Regions from separate parts of the Danio rerio genome. Here region 1 is linked to region 2. The links are chromatin contacts, called in public Micro-C maps. All regions are on one chromosome and are shown on one strand. The core of a region is the stretch at or near the end of the contact, and the rest is flanking DNA. Distances in the headings are between cores, read along the strand shown. Region 1 holds the start of hoxc12a (homeobox C12a). Region 2 holds the start of calcoco1a (calcium binding and coiled-coil domain 1a).

Region 1 (4,562 bases), core at 133-2,632, 63 kb after region 2:
GCAAATACAATTTGCTAAGTTATAGTAAATATGTGGCAGCATGCGCGCAAGAGTCTATATACGCAAACCCGTAAACAGATTTTTTAATTGTTTATAAAAAAAATACATAATCCAAATTTAAAATTATAAAATATATTTACATAATATATTTCTAATCTATAATTTTAAATATGACAGCTGTATCCACATCTGAAAACTCTTTTATAGTTGCTCGCATTTTATTTTCAAAATGGAGATTAAAGATGCTATAAGTCAAACAGTGTTGTTGATTTTTGCATTAACCACTTCATTTGAAAATATCAGTGTATTCATTTACTATTAATAAAGTAGGCAAACCACATAAAATATAAAGTTCTAAAAGCTTAGACTACCACTGAATTACCATTACAACAGCTTTGCGTTTGCTAAAGACCCCAATGTGAAGGAGGGTATTTAATGCAGGGTTCTCATTAGACTTGTGTCATCTTAATCTTTATTTTTGCCTGAATTACATTCTCAGATAATGTACATATGACAATGACAGGGAGTTACAGTTGATATGATCAAAATCTGCGTCTACTTTATATATTTAGAATCAAAAATCAATTAATGTGATCAAGTGAGGTATATTTGGTGCGGCACAATCACTTTAATGCCCTCTGCCAGCTTGTAAAATTCAAATAAAAGAATTGCGAGATGTGTAACAATCTACCATGAGTTTGACTGCGAGTATTTATAGGATGTATCTGTTAAAGTTGTTCATGTGAGGTGTACTAGAGCATATTATCTAAAATATAGGCTACGCTCTTAAACATTTCTTATAGAATATCATCATCTTTTACGGAGCCAATGGTTTCAACCTGCTGACCCCACTACAGTAAATATGAGTGGAGTTCAGCACTGAGCATCAGTATTTCTTTAAAACAAGCCTGTAAAAGATGAACATCACATTTTTATATGACACTGAATTCAGCCGTAATTTGTTTGAAAACAAAGTCGAAGGCAACCTCTCCTCAAAGGAAAAATAACGTTTATTTTGTAGGGAAAATATATGTATTTTTGTAATTTTTATTTTATTTATTTATTTTTTTGCTTTGCAGTAAAGATTAAACGAGGCTAGGGACACTTCTGTGTATAACAGAAAGGCGAAAGAGGATCAGTTTAGAACTTTTGAGCTCGGGGAAAAGGAAAACAAGATTTTACATTTTTAATAAGATATTTTATAGAATTTTTAAAAAGCATATAAAACACGTATTACAGAAGTTAATGTTTTGTTTTGTCTGAAAAGCACCAAGTGGGTGGTACCTTCTAGTGTTCGAGTAAGCTCCGGCACGTGACGTGGAGATGACCAATCAGGTGCACCTCCAGGTTTAACTACGTTAAATGTCAGATTGCAATAAACTAGAAGCTGTTGGTCTGGCCCGCGGAAATGGGCGAGCATAATCTTCTTAATCCTGGGTTTGTGGGACCTTTGGTAAACATCCACACTGGAGACAGGTTTTACTTCCCGAATTTTAGAGCCTCAGGGGGACAGCTGGCGGGGCTACCGTCTCTCTCGTACCCTAGAAGGGACAATGTTTGCTCTCTCCCGTGGAATCCATCGGAGTCGTGCAATGGATATCCTCAGTCTTACTTTAGCAGTCCCGTATCTATTAACCCCTCTTTTAATCGATCTTGTGAAATAACCCGACTGGAGGAAAGCAAGTGTTATTATGGCAATTCCAGCAGCACCAGAGATTCGTGTTCAGACAACAACAGTCTCAAACGAGAGGAGCGAGCAAGAGATACATCAGTATCGTCTGATCACGGGATGCACAATGGGATGGGCAACAGTGGCACCTTCTCAAAGTATGATTATGGCACCGAACATCTGACCCAAGACCCGCCATCCTGTCAGTCTTTGGAGTCCGACTCCAGTTCTTCGGTGCTAAACGAAGGAGGAAAGACTTCAGCAAGCGACCCACAAACCCTGGTATCGCAAGGAAACCACGCAAGCAATATCGCCGGTGGAGGAGGTTTGTCCCTCGCATTCAATCACAGCTGAAAAACAACAGAAGCACACAGTATTATAATTACTAGTATTTGTGCTCCAGCTAATTTATTTGCATGACAGTTCGTTAAGGCATTCACTGGCAACTCTTATGATTTTCCTGCATGGATCTTGCGTGGTTGTTTAAGGCCACTAGGGGTTGCCCTAAAATGCTCCACGTTCACCAGTTTAAGCGCTCAGTCATTTATACAACCAGTAAACACAACATCATAAAAACCAGCCATCCCGCTGCAAATGTTAGACGCTTTTTGCATAAAAAATATGTTTTTGTTGTTGATAAATGTAGTTTTTGCTAAAGCGTTGTTTTAGTGAGAGGAAGAAATGTCAGAAAAAGCAATTGCTCTGTTGACAGAAAAGAGGACCTTTGTTTTAGTGACTCGTAAACTGAATTAATATCTGTTGTGCGTGTTGCACGAAGTAATTTAATATGCCTTGAAACCGCTAAATAGGTGGGGTTCTTGCAAATATGACAATTAACGCGTTAATTTACTTTTAAGTAACAGTAAAGCATTCGGGGAGATTTTTGCTACATAAAAATGGAAGCGACACATATTCAGCATACTTTATACACTTCAGATTGTCACTAAATCGTGTCTAATTAAAAAGCATCACAAAATGCACTTATAACTTTGTATTTTAGTGCCAATAAGATGTGGAGATAAATGTATGTGTTGGCCTAGTTGTGTTTAAGGACTCTCATGAACCCGTGCTATGCCCTCTCCAGGTGCCCCGTGGTACCCGATGCACACCCGGACCCGCAAGAAACGAAAACCCTATTCCAAACTGCAACTGGCCGAGCTTGAAGGAGAATTCATGCTGAACGAGTTCATCACCAGACAGCGACGTAGAGAGCTGTCTGACAGGCTCAATCTCAGCGACCAACAGGTTAAAATTTGGTTCCAAAATCGGCGGATGAAGAAAAAGAGACTGTTGCTGAGGGAGCAGGCTTTGTCCTTCTTTTAATGAGGCACAAAATATACATTGCTTAATGGTAGCCCAACAACAGTATTTAGTTAATGGTAATCTGCCATTGGCCCATTTTACTCTGAATGTCTTGCCCCATGACGCATTCAGAAAACGCGAACAAGGGTTCAAATATAAGGGGTACGCGACCAAATGATGGCTCCAAAGGTTTGCTTATACTATGTGGTCTAGTGTTTATTTAAGTGGTTTTGTGTCCAGTAATTTTGGGCATGTATACGGTGGGAATGTTTAAGTCTGTTTTGAAAAGTACCGAGCTGTCTAAGCCATCTTTCACTTTATTAAATAATGAACTGCTTGTTAAAAATGGTAGAGATATATAAGCTGTGAGATAGCATTTCGGGCAAGTAAAATGTTTTCTTATCAGTCTTAATGATATTGAAATGATCGCTAAATATTTATTGTTCGGAGCATTAAAACATCCTTTGAACTTATAACACACTCGTGCCATGATCAGTATTCTAAGCTAAAAAAAAAGACTGAAACGCCATGCTTGCTTTTAAGAAAACTAAACTGTTCTTAATGTTACATCTAGGGTTTTATTTTGCTAATTTTCTTTAAGAAAGAATCTTCAAACGTAACAATAATTAACAACAAGGAGCGTGGGGAGCGTCTTATCTCCGTTCCGCCGTCAACGCCACGTGTTCTATGGCACGTTCACGGTCACGGGCACAAAGTTAGTGACCCAACTCGTATCTTGGGCCCTTGAGAACCAAACTGCAATTACAGAACAGCTTTTATGAATAGACTTTGATCTAGCATGTGAAATGTCATTCTGACAAATGTTTCAACTTGATTGTCTGTAACTATTGGCCAAAGTGTAAATTGGTAGGCCTGCAGCTAAGCCGCTTAAATGCGACTTCCTGCTGATAAAATATTTATTCCTGATATAGTGAAACACGTTATATTCACGTCCATCATATTTGCATTTTAACCACATAAATATCCCAATAACTATTGCTTGTCCCTTGATCTGCGTTATTTGAACAAATCTGCTTAGGTCTACTTAATTAATTAGTCACAACAATGCTTCTGGGAGAAAAATGCATGGTCAGGTAATATTATGAAGACGCGCAATGATAAATTCAAACAAAGATTAAGTCATTTATTAGTGTTATGGAACTAGCAATCATACGGAAGAGATCAGATTTAAATCCCAATACTTACGAGCCTCTTTTGTTAATTAGCGGAACCCATTGTGTCATTAGTAACAAATTTTTTAATCAGATCATGGATTATATGCCAGTGGAATAGTTCATATTTGCTGCATGATTATAATGACTGTAGTTAGACGGTTAAAACAGTTATTTTTCCTGTCTATTTTTGCTCTAAAGGCGCATGTATTATTTTTAAACACCTACCAAATTGAGTAGAATGTTTTAACCAAATGGCGAAGAAAAATATTACAATGTGATTTCACGCAAATATAGTTTTACATGTTTATTATTATTATTATTATTATTATTATTATTATTATTATTATTATTATTATTATTAAATTGACGGATGTCGGTGCTACGTTATTTTCTTGCTATTGGTCTAAAAGTTTAGC
Region 2 (4,385 bases), core at 1,773-4,272:
CTACTGCCCAAACAAATGTATGGTACTCCTTGACTGATGACCAGCCAACCTGGGGATAAAGGAAAAAAGATCAACTTTAATTAGGCAAAAAAGCTGTATCGGTGCTGGAAATTGTAGAGGTGGCTTTTCTGACCCTAAATAATCCAATCCAGTCATTACTGGCCCATGTGTGCTGTGGGTTGATGGTGTAGTGACAGTCCACTCTGCTCTGTGGAAAGTAGCAACTTCCAACATTACGAAACTCCACCCTCCATGTCTTCTCCATGGCAACAGAATAGCGATGCACCCGAGGTGTTTTCTAAAATGAAAATTGACACATTAAATCCAAAGCAATTTTAGGGAACACATTTCTCATTCTTAAAGCCAGCATGAACATTTTGTTTTTCAACTACTGTGCATTCAGGAAGTATTCATAGCGCTTCACTTTTTCCATATTTTTTTATGTTACAGCCTTATTCTAAAATGGATTAAATTAATTTATTTCCTTAACATTCTACACACAAAACCCCATAATGACAATGTGAAAAAAATATTTTTTGAAAATGTTAAAAATGTGTATGTATGTATGTATGTATATATATATATATATATATATATATATATATACATATATATATATAATATATATATATATGTATATATATATGTATATATGTATGTATGTATGTATATATATATATATATATATATATATATATATATATATATATATATATATATATATATATATATATAAACCTGAAAAACGTACATGTACGTAAGCATTCAGTCTTTGCCGAGAAGCTCTAAATTGAGCTCAGGTACATTGTTTCCACTGATCATTCTTCAGATGTTTTAGCAGCTTAATTGTAGTTCACCTGTGGTAAATTCAGTTGACTGGACATGATTTGATTTGAAAAGGCATAGATCTGTCTATATATGGTCCCAGGGTTGACAGTGCATGTCAAAGCACAAAATCCACCAATTAGGCATGTATGGTGGAGTGTCAAGACGGAAGCCACTCCCCACCTGGAATTTTGGCAAAAGGGAACCGAAGGACTTCCAGACCATAAGAAAGAAAATTCTCTGGTCTCATAAGACTAAAACTGAACTCTATGGAGTGAATGCCAGGCGTTACATTTGGAGAAAACCAGGCACTGCTGATCACCAGGCTAATACCATCCCTACAGTGAAGCATGGTGGTGGCAGCATCATGCTGTGAGGATGTTTTTTAGCAGCAGGAATTGGAAGACTAGTCAAGATAATAGGAAAGATGAATACAGCAATGTACAGAGACATCCTGAATGAAAACCTGCTTCTGAGTGCTCTTGACCTCAGATTGGGGCGAAGGTTCATTTTCTAGCAGGACGATGACCCAAAGCACACCACCAAAATATCAATGGAGTGGCTTCACAACAACACGGTGAATGTCCATGAGTGGCCCAGACCCAAATCCTATTGAACATGGAGAGATCTGAAGATGGCACCGTCGCTTCCCATCCAACCTGATAGAGCTTGAGAGGTACTGCAAAGAGGAATGAGCAAAAATTCCCAAAGACAGGTGTGGACATCAAAAGTTGTGGAATAAGTGAAGCGCTATGAATACTTTCCGGATGCACTGTATATACAGTTGTCAAAATTTTAAGTGGACCAAAGCCAACTCTCATCAAAGTAATAGACTTTTTTTAATTTTTTGACTACTGTATTTCAGAGATTAGTTTGATTAAAGATTATATATATATAATCCAAATAATAATTGGCAACATTGATTTAATGGTGACTTTATACACTGTCAATTGGTCAATAGGAACTATTTTACCTTATATGCACAAATGCACATGTGTATTAATCATAAATATGCATTCCACATCTGTTTATATCCACATTTACATATATACATAACATTAAACAGGCATTAATAGGTATGGGCATTATTATCAAGGCTTAAAGAGGACAGTAGGGGAGAGGTGAATGCATTGCGCAAGTCAAGAGGAACTGTTTGTTAAATTAGATGCTGAGTTCCTGAGGGTGATTGATAATGTGTGCAGATTTTCTTAGCCAGACACACATCAGCTCTTCGAGAGCATTTGTGACTGGCTGGCAGGTGCCACAAATGCTGTGACCCACTGTGCGAACTGTATGGATTACAAGCAATGACAGGTGCGTCCATCATTAGCAACTCATAATAAACTAAACCCTCCATATTTAGACTCTCCATGAAACGACCAAGGACGTTTTCTGACGTCATGTGTCTGATGTCAGAATCTTGCAGCTTCGTTTCAGTACATTTTTTTTTAAGTTTGAGAAATTGTATAAACAATATGTAATACATTAAATGATTCTTCATTATGACTTATTAAAAAAGTGTGTGAAAATGGTTCATACAAAAATACTAAAAATAAAACAAATTACAGAAACGTTAATGCATTTTTAATTTTACTTGACGCATGGCTGCTGTGGCATAAAAGAAAATAACCATTGCATAAGTTCTGTATTGCTTCAACAATTAAGTTTGTTTTATTTTGCTGAATAACGAAGATAAAACAAATATTTTCTTTGCGTCGTAGACAATCGTGGATGGCTATTGCAAAGCGAGGCCCAAGTTAGAAACAATCTCAAGTTACTCGCTACAGCGTGGCAACAAGAAAAACAATGCATCAGCAGATCGGACACTTTGTTGCAACAATTTAACAAAAACATAGCAACAATGTTAAAATAGATTTTATCAATGTGTATTCCTTGAGACCGCTTGAAATAAGCTGGAGGTTATAAACACGGCATGCTTCGTCTTTACAGTAGCTGCGTGCTACTGATTATGCTGCTGTTTTTTTTTTTTTTTTTTCCTTTGTGGAAAAACGCAACCATCGTATAGCAAAACTCACCCGATTTAGCTTAGGTAATCAAAACAATATCCTCTTGAAAACGATGTTCTGTCATAAAACAGAAAGCGTGTATGAGACTGATGACAAGTCTAATTTACACTGACACATTTGCCGAGATGAGCTGTACCACGAACCTCTCACAACAATAACAAAAACAGAAGCATGGGTGCTTCGGAGAGAACCGCTGCATCATGGGAAATGAAGTGCCTTGACTGGTTTTGAATCATTGCTCAGACTCTCAGAAAAACTAAAATCCCCATCTGTAAGGAGGATGCTTTGAAGGTCGACGTGAGACATGAGACGTCATGGTAACAGTACAGCGATTGGATCTCTGATTGGTTTACAGTTCTCTACGCGTTCACCCATTTACTTGTTATAGGTTAAGCAAATACGTCACTCAAATTTCAGCCAATGCAAGGGATGTACGTTCAAACGCATGGCGAAAAGCAACGCGATTGCGAAACGAACTGGTATGGGAAATCTGACTCATTTCCTCGAAATGGTTCTTTTGGACAGTTCAAAACCATGATTCAGTGTCAGTTCGAATGCGTCTCGTGGCTAAAAATGTAAACCATTAAGATCAACTATTGTGTCTGGGCCAATAAAATTTAATAAAATCGAGTAAACGTCATGTTTGTAATGAATTTGTTAATAGGCTATACTTTAGCAACTTGAATATCGTCTTATGTGTCAAATATTAAATTTATATGGTAAAATTAAAGTGCACTCGTGGTACAATTCAGAAAAAGAACCACAATTCTTTTCTTAGAATCGGTCTGTTGCACACTAGTTCAAACGAATCATTAAAAAGATCCGATTCATAAAAACGTTCCTAATTTTATTCTAATTATATCTTTTAGTAAATATCCTTTATAATGTCCTTTAGTATAGTTAATGCACATACTTTTTTAATTATATTTTTTTCATATGTCACTTTTTTAGATATGTCTTCAGGGTCTTCTTTGCAATTTACAGTTTAAACTGCACTTTATTTTCCATATAGCTAGAAGTACTAGCTTGGATCAGCCAGGCATTATCTTTCATATTTGTGGTGTCCTTACATGGATGGTAAAATAAAATTGAACTTGTGGTAGTCTATAAGTGAACAACGATTCGTTTCTTAGAATCATTTCTTAGAATCATTTAAAAGAACCGATTCAGAAGAACGAGTCTTGTTAAGATTTTGTGTTAATATTGGAATGTTTATTGCTATGTCCCCGTGCCGAACTTTGATTATTTGTATATTCTCTTCTTGTTTGACCGATGTCTGCAATGATTTCAGATCTTATCCTGCTTTAATTCCTGCACCCTCAGTGACAGTTAGCATACACGCTTTGAGCTTGAGTAAACAACCCTCTACGTTTCTTGCTGACTCACAGAAACCTGATACTAGAATGCTTGGTAATGACGCTGAAAAACAGATGGTAAATGTCTATCATGCTTAAATAATTCCTTCTAAAATTTGTATCTTACTCTTAGGCTCACTTAAAATAGGTTGGCATAATTGACAGCTTCGTGCATGTA

The links. Hi-C and Micro-C count contacts between places; a contact is called where the count stands out from the background.
Region 1: a contact with region 2 is called in a Micro-C map of caudal fin, with 4 times the contacts expected there. The contact joins the promoter of hoxc12a here to the promoter of calcoco1a in region 2. A contact is called at or near these places in 1 of 18 Hi-C or Micro-C datasets (caudal fin) and 2 of 4 datasets of contacts at active chromatin or transcription factors (caudal fin and embryo).

What each region holds. Positions count from the first base shown.
Region 1 is chr23:39,166,282-39,170,843 of GRCz12tu, forward strand. It overlaps hoxc12a (homeobox C12a), which reads left to right and starts at 1,383. Exons shown (of 2, transcript NM_001110759.1): 1 at 1,383-1,994; 2 at 2,754-3,067. The coding sequence starts at 1,409. The coding sequence ends at 2,992.
Region 2 is chr23:39,101,378-39,105,762 of GRCz12tu, forward strand. It overlaps calcoco1a (calcium binding and coiled-coil domain 1a), which reads right to left and starts at 3,023. Exons shown (of 15, transcript NM_001110166.1): 1 at 2,862-3,023; 2 at 134-298; 3 at 1-49. The coding sequence starts at 265.